Regions from separate parts of the Gossypium hirsutum genome. Here region 1 is linked to region 2. A link is a contact called in public Hi-C data. All regions are on one chromosome and are shown on one strand. The core of a region is the stretch at or near the end of the contact, and the rest is flanking DNA. Distances in the headings are between cores, read along the strand shown.

Evidence for each region. Hi-C and Micro-C count contacts between places; a contact is called where the count stands out from the background.
Region 1: a Hi-C map of hypocotyl shows a contact between it and region 2, with 3 times the contacts expected there. The contact joins the promoter of LOC107962150 here to the promoter of LOC107963044 in region 2. A contact is called at or near these places in 7 of 34 Hi-C or Micro-C datasets (hypocotyl, leaf and petal).

What each region holds. Positions count from the first base shown.
Region 1 is chrA06:52,934,741-52,941,654 of Gossypium_hirsutum_v2.1, reverse strand. It overlaps LOC107962150 (lysine-specific demethylase JMJ30), which reads right to left and starts at 3,585. Exons shown (of 7, transcript XM_016898399.2): 1 at 2,946-3,585; 2 at 962-1,171. The coding sequence starts at 3,431.
Region 2 is chrA06:52,189,862-52,196,677 of Gossypium_hirsutum_v2.1, reverse strand. It overlaps LOC107963044 (ETHYLENE INSENSITIVE 3-like 3 protein), which reads right to left and starts at 4,263. Exons shown (of 2, transcript XM_016899643.2): 1 at 3,927-4,263; 2 at 1,272-3,472. The coding sequence starts at 3,961. The coding sequence ends at 1,435.

The DNA.
Region 1 (6,914 bases), core at 2,336-4,835, 750 kb before region 2:
TTTTGTTTTGTTGCTGAATAAATGATGAAAGCTTGTTTAATTCACCAAACACCCAACTACAACGTTCCCTGAAAGATTCATCCGTCAAAGGAAAGATCTGAAGCTTTTTTCCATTATGATCATTAAGAATCCTATTACCTGGAGAAGGATTCCATTGCTCAACTAAATTGCCTGAGAACTACACATGATCACATAATCATTAGTCAAGCAAAACAAAGTAAGCAAAACGATATGATAACCGACGGATTAAGAAGGGTTGGGTTTAGTGGAAAGCTTAAATATTTGCAAATACCGGGTGTGAGCCCACTTGATTGTCTGATTGTAACAAGGTAAGTACATTACTCTAGATGTAGAAGGATATCTGGGTTCAATTTTGGCAATAATGGCTCCATCCGCTAAGGAATAATAATCAGTTGGGATACACTAGAAGATCAACCATTTAGTAACCTTACAATCAAGAAAACACTCAGATACGTGACTCTTTGCAAGTGCCTCAAGATTGAGTAAATTCATTACAATGCCCACAAAAGAAACTAAAGCATAAGGATCTTTAACCTAGGCAATTGCTCATTGAGCATATGAAGACACAAATTGCCTTCGGAACCAAACTAAAACTATCAGGATCTATGTAAGATACAAAAGATGAGCCACAAACCCGCATTAGATTATCAAGATCCACACAAGAATGCACCTTAGCTTAAATGCTGTGAGAAAATAATTAAGATCGGTATCAAAGAAATATTCCCAGTTAAGTGACTTAATATGTAGAAAAGATCAAATAAATATGTTTAAAAGATCAAATTATGTAGAAAAGATCAGATAAATTACTGTTTAAAAGACAAAATAGTATATATGCAGGTAGGAGAACATATGTGAGGAAAATATAATGTAGCAAATCATTTGTTACAGATTTGATCTCTACTGAATTTTCAAAAAAAAAAAAAAAAGGAAGGTTAATCACCTCAACTGGGACAGTACGATCACCAGCAATCCTTCTTAAATAATCCATATCATTCCACCTTGTCCTAGCTGGCCAGTGAGCCATACAGTCAGTAATTATAACCGGAGAACCTGAGAGGAAATATTCACATAGAAATGCCTCCAAAGATAGGGCGGACCTCTTCCCCACAATCTTGGAAGACAATGACCTTATTGGTAAAATTCGTAGTACCTATAGGATCAGAACAAAACAGAAACAGAGATTAAACTCAGATATCATGCTACCATACCAATTTCTCTTTATCAGAAATATTCAACCATCCTATTCAAAAAATAATAAATTACAGGAAAAAGGAGCTAGCCAACATGATAAAATGATGTAAAATATTATTTATGAATATAAGTATCTAAAAGAACTAAAGAAATGACAAATGGACAAGTTACCCTGTTTTTACTTTGAAGAATAAAATAATACACACAGCTACAATTTCTGAAAGTAGCATATCACAGTTATACCCTTTTTCCTTGTGAGCATGTGTCTGTATGTCATGGTTATTGTTCATTTTTAACAAAATAAAAATAAGAAACACCGTTGTTAAACTACCTGGTGGATCCTTGTACTATAATTTTAGGAGCTAATATGTAAAATTATAAACGACAGTAAGGTTATGGTGTTAAAAGATGCTGACTTGTCATGTTTAAAGTGAACAAAATTTAGTCCTTGTGGCGTTTTGAAAATGCTGAATTTTAGTTTTATATATTTTTCCAGATCACTTTAAAAAACAAGTCAGAATTTTTTTTAACATTCAAGGTTACCTCATTGTTTCAGAATTAAATAGACGAGGACCAAAAAAACAAGAGAGAGAGAGAGACCAAGACAATATTACTCAGTTTTAAAATAGAGAGCCTATTTACACTTCAATCTATAATCCAGGGACTTGTGGGGTAGTTTAACCAATAGAATCCACATAACAAGTTAGCAATAGATGGAAACCATGGTATTTATATTGTAAGCATCAAATCAAACTTAACCACAAAGAGAAGAAAAAGTAAAATTCTATTAATAATATCCTCAATGTTTTATTCATTGAAGGCACAAGCATAGATGAAGCAAGAATCAAACCATCAATACATACTCGAAAAAGAAAAATAAAATTGTTATAGATAGTATTTATTTATACTATACAGAATGTGCCTAATTGAGCTAGTGCCACTAGCTAAAAGCACAAACTCGGTAAGAAAAGTACAAAAGAAGACCAAAAATTATGTTATAATAACAAAATGGAATTAGAGGAATTTAGGTCCTCTAACTTTAAAAAAGATGTCTACTCACTCTGTTTTTATAATTATGCAACAAATCAGATGGACACTGAACTCACATAAGCATAAGAAACTCAAAGGGATTCTGCATTTGAGCATTTTCTTTTTCTTCCAATAATCTGATGAAGTAAAAGTTTGTTCTAACACATCCACAAGGGAATCAAACAACAGACACTATAATCAATTCACAGAAGAGAAAAACTAAAACTTCATATAGTTTTTGAGTTTTTATTGACATTAAATTTGTTCTGAGTTGATAAAAAGCAAAAGAAACTGGTAAAACTCATAATCTCATTCAATTAGAAAAATGAAACCCAAATTCATGTATATCTTATTATTAAATACTAAAAGATCAAAAAACTTTCATTGTCAACTATTAAAAGGTATATTCTAGCACGCATCCAAACATGCTTTTGGCTTCAACATCAAAAGCAATCTCCACACGGAAACTACAATAAACCCTAAATTTAACCAATTAACATTATAACTATGTTTATACTATCATAAACATTATTACTAATCATGATTAGTTAAGATAATATTACAACAATTGGTTTTTCATTCCAAGGAAGAAGAATATTTTCAATGCATTTTTCTATCTATAAGTACAGTCTGTCTTTAACAATCTCCAATTTCATTAGAACAACCAAAAGATTTTTTTTTTAAATGTAGAAAACGAACCTTACCTCGGACTTATCGAACTCCTGTGGAGAAACCAGCAATCGGGACCCTGCCTCTCCGTGACCTTCTTTATCATTATCAGCTACTCCGTTATGATAGTGTCTGGACTTGGCGGCCAAAACGCCTTCGATTGCGGAGTCCAAATCTTTCCTAAGCAAAGGACCGCCCATTATGATGCCCATGTCCAAAGACCTAAGGGCATCTCTGAACTCACCATTGGATAAATGGAATTTGGCCACATGTAGGCAGGCCATGGAGTAAGCGTCACGCCAGACGGGGAGAACAGAGTGCCAGGGACCGGAGTGAAGTTGCTCCCAAGCCATCTCACATGCGGCCTCGGCAGCGCGTTGGTCGCCGGCAGCGGCTAAAGTGGCCATGCGGGTAAAAGCGTAGCCTCCATGGGAGGTGATGGATTGGAGGAGGGCAGGGGACTCGGAGTCTAGAGTTGGGGTTGAAATGGCGGTGGCGATGTTGGCGGCGGGGGAGGACATGGGTGAAGGATGGCAGTTAAAGCGTTGCAGTGGTATTTTTGGGGAAGATAGTTGGTGGTGAAGGACAGGTAGGTGCGGCAAAGCCCTTTTTAATGATTAGTAAAGACTTTTGGGACTTTGGAGGAAGATATTTGATGAGATATTTACATAGTTGATTATGGAACTCAATCCTTTTTTTAATTCTACAATTTTTCCCTTTCTTTCCTTCTAGAAGCTACGGTTTCCCTTCCTAACATTGAAAACAAAATGCACTTTTTATCATGCCTACAATAATTATTATAGGTTTTGATAAGAATTTTTCACATGATAATGTGTCTTTTAATTATTTTTATGACATTAACTAAGTCATTTATTTTGTACTTTTTCTCGCTAACTTACGAATTTTTAAAAATAAAATCTCTTATTTTAAGATTCAAGAATCTTAAATTAAAATTATAAATCAATTTAACTTGCTATAGAAAAAAAAATCAATAAAAGGAATCAAAAGAACTCTAGTCCTCTATTCTTCTAAAAACCAACCTAAACTAATAAAAACAAAGAAATTGATTGTTTAAAATATGTTTGAATTCAAGAATTTAATAGAAAATCCACTTTATCGAGATGTAGTCTTGAAGATAATATCAAGTCGAGAGAAAATTAAGAGGATTTTAGAGTGTAAAAAAGAAAAAAATGTTTCATGAAAATAAGTACGAAAAACAGTTTCCTCCAACTAATCCTTCAAAATGAGAATTTTGTCAAAATAGACTTGGTCTAATTGAAAATAACCTCAAATTAAAATTATTTTTTTAATATTCACACATTAACACCACTAATTTTACTAATTTTATAATCTAGTCCATAAGTCTTAATTACTAGGCTCTCTACTCAAATCCCTAATAAATCTAATTAATGCCTACACAGTAATCAATGAATCTCCATCACCTTATTGAATACATCCTCGAAATCTTCTCAGTTTAACTTCCCAAAATGACTCAATTTAAGATATTCTGTCCAAAATCAAAATTTTTGACACCAACAAAAATTAAGTCATTACTGTTTTTCTTTATAAAGTTTCAATTCAATACTTGTATTTGTTTTTGGAATAAAGTATATTCATCGTTTGATTAATGAGCTAGAGAATAGTGGAGAAGATTTGATCAGTTGAAAACAAAGTTGAAGTTATGTGAGAGTCTAAAACCAATCTTGTAGGATTCCACTAGGTAAACTTCGAATGAACTTTTGGATATGCTCCATCTAGCTTTTGGGGTGATTTTCTAAATCTTAGAGCTTCAAGTTTTCTTTGAAATGATTTTTGAATCACTTGATTTTGTGGCTTGTAGACCATGTTATGATCATTTTCATAAAGGATTGTAATTCAATGTGGGAAGTTCAATCTTACTCTATGGGTTTTACAATGGAAACATTGACTTGACTTTTCGAGACCTTTCAACTACCTTTTTGGGCTATTCTTATGCCCAAACAATAGATCTTTGAGTCATGTTTGAAGCAATTTTTGAATCACTTGATTTCGAGGTTTGTAGCTCGTGATATGGTTGTTTACATAAAAGAATGTAGTTCCTTGTGGCTTGTTCGATTTCAATTGCAAAATAAATTATCCAAATTATTCTTTATAGTGACTTTGTTTAGTCTCCTATAATCAATATACAACCTAAATGACCTATCTTTCTTTTTCACTAATAGAACTGGTGCACCCTAAGGTGACACACTTGGCAGTATGAAACATCTATCAATCAACTCTTGCAACCATGTTTTAAGTTATTTTAATTCTATTGGTGCCATTCTGCACGGTGCAATAGATATCGGAGTAGGCCTTGGAACTAAATCAATCACGAATTCAACTTCCCATTTTGGAGATAACCCAGGCAACTCTTCTGGAAACACATCCATAAATTCATTAATATTCAGTACCTGATCAATCTTCAATCCCAATTCTTGAGTATCAAGAATGTAAGCCAAAAATGCTTCATAACCCTTTCTGATTAATTTTTGAATGGAGATTACCAATATAATATTTGTAGCACAATCAGGTTTATTAGACTCGACAATAATCTACTCACCATTCTGACATCTTAAATCAAATTGTTTCAGTCTACAGTTTGTCACAGCGTCATGTAAAGTTCACCAGTCCATACCCAAAATAACATCAAATTTGTAAAAAGGCAATAACTTCAGATCAGCAAGAAAGTCACATAATTAAATTCTTAGTGGACACTTTCTACGTATCAGATTGACTAAAACACTTTGACTTAGACGATTCGTAACTCTAACATCAAATCCTGTTGACTTAACAAGTATGTTCTTATCTGTTACTAATGCAGTGCAAATATATGAATGTGTTGGCCCAGGGTCCATTAGTGCATATATAGTAACATTAAAGAAAAAGAAGGTACTAGCAATAACATCGGGTGAAGAAGGTTCCTCTCTAGCTCGAGTAGCATATGCTCGGGTAGGCGCCCTAGGTTTAGACTTGACTACCGTGTCTTTGGTTAAACTACGATTTCCCTCAGTTGACACTGGTTTAATGTTCTAATCATTAGTAACACCAATATTCCTCGGGTAGTTTCTCAAAAAATGTTCTGTTGAACCACATCAGAAATAAACATATGTTTTAATTCTGCATTCACCGGCGTGTGATTTCCCGCAATGCTCACAAATAGGTCTAGAAACATTACAAACACTGCCAACATTGTTCGCTGGAGTAGTCTGAAATATCGAATCACTCAGCCTCGTCTTATTTTCCCCAAAAAACCTGATGGTGACGTGAGGCGACTAAAGGCTTCCCTCGATTTCTTTGGTGGTGGGGCTAAAAACAGTCTAGATACACTCCGTTTATGTAACATCTCAATTTTAAGCCCAGTCGACATAGTGGTTTCGGGACCACAAATCTGATGAGGAAAAATTTTAATTTTATTATATTTTTATGGTTTAAAATTTCACGGGATGATTTCATGAAAATTTTGTTCAAAAATTTTGACGTTTGGGCACTCAATTTAGTCAAAAGGACTAAATTGTAAAAAGTGCAAAAGTTGAGTTCCACATGTTAGAAGGGTTAAATTGTTAAGAGTTTTTAAATTAAAGGTCCTTAGATGGAAATTAGACCATTAGCTAGTGATGGACAAAAATAGACATGAAATGAGTGTAATAAAATATTTTTAAGTTAGGGGCATTTTGGTAATCTAATAATTAAAAGAATTAAAAAGGGAAAATAAGCCAAAATTGGCCATCATCTTCTCCATTCAGTTGAAACTTGCATGGAAACCATGGCTAGGGATTGGTTCAAGCTTCCAAGCTCATTTGTAAGTGATCCCGAGCCCCGTTTTTAATGTTCTTTACATTTTTTAAGTCCCGGTAATTCGATTTACCTATTTCTACCATTAATTTGAGCTAGGGTTCATGTTTAAAAATTTACCCATGTGTGATATGCATGAATTTTAATGTATAATGGTAGAAAATGAGTGTTGGGTGTTAAATAAATGACTTTTA
Region 2 (6,816 bases), core at 3,014-5,513:
TTAGCTTGCTAGTTATTGACCAAAACAAGGGTCTACAATAGGAAACTATTAATGATTTGTAAAACCAAAAAATCAACTAGCATTGGTATTTTGAGGAATATGTTTTAATCTTGTTATGTTTGGAAGAAGCATTTATAGTTATAGCAGGAAGAGAAAAGCATCATGTAACGAGGCATGACAGAAATCCCAACCAAACCTCCTATTTACAAATATAGTACAATTGATTTGTGGTAGAAACTATCCCTATTTAATCTGCCAACACGTCCTTCGATTGCCCCCTCATCTTGGTGTTCGAGTCATCTTCATTTGTTGTAAGAATAAAGGACTTGGTGAAGTGTATATCATTTGCAGGCAGGCCATGGCTACTTGTAGGAAAAGTGAGAAGAGGATTTGAAAGCTAGTGTATTGGCTTACTGTCAATTTTTTTTCGGCAATAGGTTAGATTTTTTTATTTTTTATTTTTTACTTTTTTTACTCTCAAATTGTTTATTCTATAAGGATCCGCTTTATCATGCATGGATTTTCCTAACATTTATTTATGGACAAATTACTTACTCTGAGACCTAAAACAGTTGCAGAGCCAATTGATACACTCATTAATCATCTATTTTCAATATGATAAACATGAAAGTATGGGTATTTAATCAACTGGATCCCATCCTAAATTTGATATTACAGATAAGCCAATAATATCTGCTTGTTGCTCTGAATGACCTTGCTTTTTGAAGTTCATTGAGATCTTGTAGATTATCATTCATTCATGGAGGTGTCTATATACTATACAATAATCCAAAGCTCAAAAAGCATCAATCTTGTAATAAACCAGCCCTATACAATGCAAAAGCATTGGCTATAAATCATAATAATCAAAAGCAGCAGCTTATATAGTAAGGGGAGTAGAGTAATGCAGGTTCGGGGGGCAAAGCCTTGAGAAAGTCTGAGGCTCTAAATATAATTAACTAAATACAGATGGAAATTCATTTATTGGGAAAGAAATCAATCGAATAATTAGTTTTTCCGTCCAAAGGAAACAAGGAAAATATCACTAGGTTGAGGAATGGACACATCTAAAACCGAGACATTGACCACAACCCTTTCATGGCAATTACCATTGAGTGGTAGCTAGGAAAATGGCACAAAATGTTATGTTATGTTACCCTTTTCCTTCTTTGAAAGGAGAAGAGCATTGAGCAAAACTAAAATAGAAAATTTGACTTGACTCAGTCCTAGCATGCTCAAATTATAACACCTGTACTAGAAAGACCAATGAATAAGAGAAACTCCTCCATCCAAATCAATGATGAATACATAAGTTTGCAGTTCCTGCAAAACTAACACCAAACAATGTTTATGTATCATTCATAAATGAAACAGGAGTTGAGGAGAAAAGGTTTTACTTGCAACCTATTTTTCTAGCATCTCAATTCTTCCAACCTAAGCACCAAAGTACTGTATCAAGTCATCATCAAGTAGTTCATCTAGTGAACTTGTACCATCAAATGGAAGTTCAAAGGGGCTATGAAATCCACCAAAGAATGATGGATCACTTGTTGGAGAACTGAAGGGATTATGGACAGCTCTATCTTGCTCATTATGCAATAGGTCTTTCACATAATGATGCAATTCTCCCCCAGCAATTTCATGTCCATTTCCACCAGGTGCTGATGCATCAACACCATTTTCTGGCCTAACATGCAGGACATTCATGTCCATCAGAGTTTGTTGACTATCATGACCAGGCCTTAATTCAGCTGATTGATTATAAAATTCATATGCAGCACCTTGGTGCAGCTCATGTTGCTCTAATGTATAAAGCATAGGCCTCTGTGTGGAAATTTCAGTAGCAGTAGGGATGGCAGGATAATGGCAGTATTCACTCGCAGGTAGATGTGGCTGAACATCTAAACCGTCCTCCACATGTCTTAATTCTGTGCTTGCATCATTTTCCTGCTGAGTGACAGGCATATGATATTCCATAAAAGATAAATCAGTTTGGTTGATGTCAGGCAAAGTGCTTATTGACTCAGCATTTTCACGTTCATAATGCCGTGGTCCAGGTTGTTGATCACCATGGCTTGGTACAGATTGTTGATCACCGTGGTTTGACATAGGTTGTTGATCACCATGGCTTAGTACAGATTGTTGATCACCATGAATCGGCAAAAGTTGTTGACGACCATGGCTTGATCTTAAACGAGGTCTCTTCCTCCTAGGTAGTTTTGCCACTCGCTCATTGATTTGTACTGGATGGGGATCATAGTTGGTAATATGGTTTGACATAGGTTGTTGATCATCATGGCTTGGTACAGATTGTTGATCACCATGGATCGGCAAAGGTTGTCGATGACCATGGCTTGATCTTAAATTAGGTCTCTTCCTCCTAGGTTGTTTTGCCACTCGCTCATTGATTTGTACTGGATGGGAATCATAGTTGGTAATATAAGCCACAGGCTCTGCTGAAACAACTCCATGGGAATCATAGTTGGTAATATAAGCCACAGGCTCTGCTGAAACAACTCCATCATCAACACCGTCGACATCATAATCACTGTCAGTACTGACAGCAGGTTGTTTCTTATCACTACATCCAAGTCGAGGCAATTCAGTTACACCAGATGTTCCATTATCACTGCTAGGTTGCTGAATCAGAGCTTCCTCACGGGCCAACACTCCCAACCATATTGCACTCTCCTTTGCTGTCATCTTATCCTGTAAACATTTCGACTGGCGTACATGCCTCCGAATCTTTGCAGTATCAGGTGACATGTGCTTTATCACAGATGTTAATACTCCAACTTTCCACATCTTTTTAAGATCATGTGGCTTCTTATAAGGAGGACTTTGACCCTGTTGCAGCCCTAGTTTTACCCACCAATCCTCGTTACCAGTAGGCCACCAAGGTGGAGGAATTCTCTTTTCTAAAGGATACTTCCTCTGAGGAGGATCACAGTGCTGCATCAAAGAAGACAAGAGAGAACCAAGAGTAGCATCTTGCAGGTCTTTGAGACTGCTCTGCAGGTTTCCATTTCTACCGTTATCCGACTCAATCATAGCTAAACAGTCTGCCTCATACTTAGCTATGGCAGCTGGCCCATTCTTATCAAATTTCACCTTTTCTTGCCACCAAGCTCTTATATTATCTGATGAACCACTTACAGGCTTACCCTTTTCCGGAATGATGCCATAGACAAATCCCCGCGCTTTACAAACTTCCATTAGTTTCAACATATACTTAAGAATCCCGTCTTGAGCTCGGGACATTTTCTTCCTCTGAGCCTGATCAGAGGTCTTCTTCAACTTTTGCTTTTCCAAAGCCTGTTGGACCGCAATCTTCTGTCTTTCCCTAATCCTTTTGAGTTTGATTCTATCTTTCCACATTCGTCTCTCCAATTCATCTGCTTCAATCTCTTCCTCACTCACATCTTTCTCGGCTATATTTTGACATCTGAAATCATCCACTTCAATGTCGGAACTGTCAACCAACAAGCCTACAATCAATCTTTTGTTGGACGAAAAGGACATAAACCCTAAGCCAAATTTTGAAACTTACTTCTACCTTCTTCTTTTTTTGGGGTTGGGGGGGGCGTTCTACCATTAAAAAGCCTTATCAGATATAAAACATGAATCTTTTTCCATTTAATTGGCCCCAGAAAAAAAAAGTATAACATCCATATTTAAATTTCATTCTTCTTCTACAATATTAAAATTAATAAACCAACAAGATCAAAATTTGAGAGCATTTTATCATATTATACAGTCTGATCAATGAAATACCAATTACAAAATCCCATTTCTTATTCAGCAAACAGCCTGAATCGAATACTCCGAAATTCATCCAATATTGAAAAAAACAAAAAAAAATGGAATAAAACAAACTTATGAGTTTAATTTTATTAGAAAAGGTGTATATTTATATGAAGCTATACCTAATATCAGCTCCAATATCTTCTAATTCAGCCATGAAACAAGGGGTAAAAAGCTCAAAATCTTTTTTAACTTTGAATGGCAAGACAAAAGAACTAGGAATTGAATTGACTCTTAAGTCAAAGAAAACGATTCGGAAACTGAAATTAAGGAGAAAAGAGAAAAAAGAAATTAAAGTACAAATGGAGTTTTGATAGCTTCGGAAAAGATTGCGGATTTCAATGCAGTGAAGTTAGAGAGAGAGAGAGAGAGAGAGAGAGAGAGGAAGAGGTAGGCAAAGGCAAGCGAGTCCAAGTAGAACAGAACAGTTTGGAATGCCCATTTAGGGACAGATATCCTGCATTGCGTCCACATACATGCATTTTATTTGCCTCCATCGATTCTTTTTAGGGGGAAAAAAAACTTACCATCTTTTGACTTGAGGGTAAATTACAAAAATGTGACTTGAATATTAATAAGTTAGGTTATCTAATTTTAAAAAGTTACAATATAGTCATTTAATTTATTGTATTTATTTTTTTTTCCAATTATGTTAAATCCTTAATAGTTAGAGGTGGTAAACGGGTGAGCTCAAATTGGGCTTTCTTCGAACTAGGACTTTCTCGGGTTCAAATTTTCTCAAGCTCAAATTTTTCGAGCTCAAGCTTTCTCAAACTTAAACTTTCTCGGGCTCAAATTTTCTCGGGCTCGGGCCCTATTAAATTCAAATTTTTCAAACTCGAATTTTTTAAATTCGGGCTCAGATCAAGCCAGGTGAGCTTTGACGGATTCAAATAATTTTAAATTCTCTAAGTTATAAATATTTTAATTTTGAATACAATAATTCATTTTCCTTCTATACGATGACAACCACAATTCAATTGTACCTTATAAAAAGCATAAAGTATATATATTTAATAGGGTTCTTTTATATAAAATAATTAAGTTGTTAATCATATGTAAAAATTATTATATGATATGTATATTAATTAACAAAAATATATTTTATTATGTATTATATTATATTGACAATTAGATCTATCTTTCTTATTAAATTTATAAATCTAATATTTATATTTTAAAATGCTTTTTTCGAGACCCCACATATATTATACTAAACCCAAACCCAAATAAGATACCAATTACTATCCAAAGTCAAAATAAGCTAATTATAGCTCAAATCTCAAGTTCAAAATTAAAAAAATAAATAAATGTAAGTATGATTTGATACTTCTAGCAGTGATGGTGATGCTACATCCTAAGATAAGATGTTTTAGGACAACTAGAAATCAAATACTCTAAGCCTCCCACAGGGTCCTCATATGATTTTAGTGAAGATGCCTGATCTTAAAGTTCACTAGGCTAAGGTTTGCAAACTAGCTCAAGGTCCACTGGTTGGCAAGTCATTTATCCATAGTTTGTTGTGTTGTGTTGTTAGTTCCATCAAAAGACACGAGTCAAACCCTTCAAAGGTACGCCATGAAGTTCACGAAGTCTTTTAGATAGGGTATAACAATTACCCCCAAACGAGAGAAAGTTATAAAGTGACCTTCGCGAGCTTGTTGGGGAAGTTCACACGATAGGTGTAGATGGTGAAAGTTTGGATAGTTGATTTGAAGTCCGCTTTGAAGTATTACATATTTTGTGAATGTTTTTATTTTATTTTTAATGTGGCCATCTTTTAAATTTGAAATTTGAATTTGGAATGATTGAAGTTTTTAAGTTTGTTGGATTTATGGCGGGGTAAAAAGATTCATGTATGTACATTCATATATATTTAATGATAAAGTTTTGAAACATGCTATATATTACAATGTATTTATTAGGTTCCCAATGAAATTGCCATTGTTATTACTGTTTGGGTGCACGTGGCAAATTATGATTGGAGCAAGTTTTTAGTATATAGGAAATAGTGTGTGCGTGATAACTTAGTAAGTTTCAAAGCAGTTGAAGGGTTTTGTCTTAACTTATAAATAGGAATAAGGGTTTGTAATTTTTATCATTGTTTCCTTCCCGAGTTTTCTAGTTTCTGACCATTGTTGCCATTGTTGGTGCAATTTTTTTGTCTCGTCTGTGCTTTTGGTGTGATTTTCATTGGTAGGTTTTAATTGTATTCGTTTTTCTTATTTTGTTCTTAATTTTTATTTTAAATGTACTAAATCATGGTCCCAAGATCATTTAGTGTTCCCACTAAGAGTGAAAAATTCAAGTGTTCTACATCATTAAGGGATATGTGGAAACTATTAAAATGTAGAGGAGTCACATGTTTTGATAATTTCATATATAAATTTGATATTGTAAAGGGGAAACATTGGTTGAGTGAGATGAACAACCACAAAAAGGCAAATAGTTGTTTTACTTTACCTCTATACAAATTTGAATTAGGTTTTCATCTACCTTTGCACCCATTTCTGTTGGAATGTTGAGTTCATGTTAAATGGCTCCTGGTCAATCGATGGGTTCCTCATGGAGGACCTTAATGGTATATTTCTTAGATTGTCAACTACCTAGAGAAGAATCTTATGTGAATGTATTAACGAGGATATACATAGTATTTCTTGCTAGTGAAAATAAGCAGAAAGGGTTCGTAATGTTCACTACCTGGATAGAGGAAAAGTTATTGTTGATAATACCACTAGAAACATGAATTTGATGAGAGATAAATACATAAAGATCAAGCACACTTGTGGTTGGGAATTTCATTTTCCTTTGGCTTGGGTGAAACCGTCTAGTGAAAGAAATACTTAGGATCCTCATTCATTGAGCGAAGTAGAGGAGGCTCAATTGGAAAGGTTGCAAACAAGTCTGCCAATTAGATACGAGCAAGTCCTTAGCTTGAGGAATGTTTGGCGATTTTCTTTGATGGAAAAAATTCCTAATTGCTTGGACGAAGAAAATTTTAACACTCTCGGC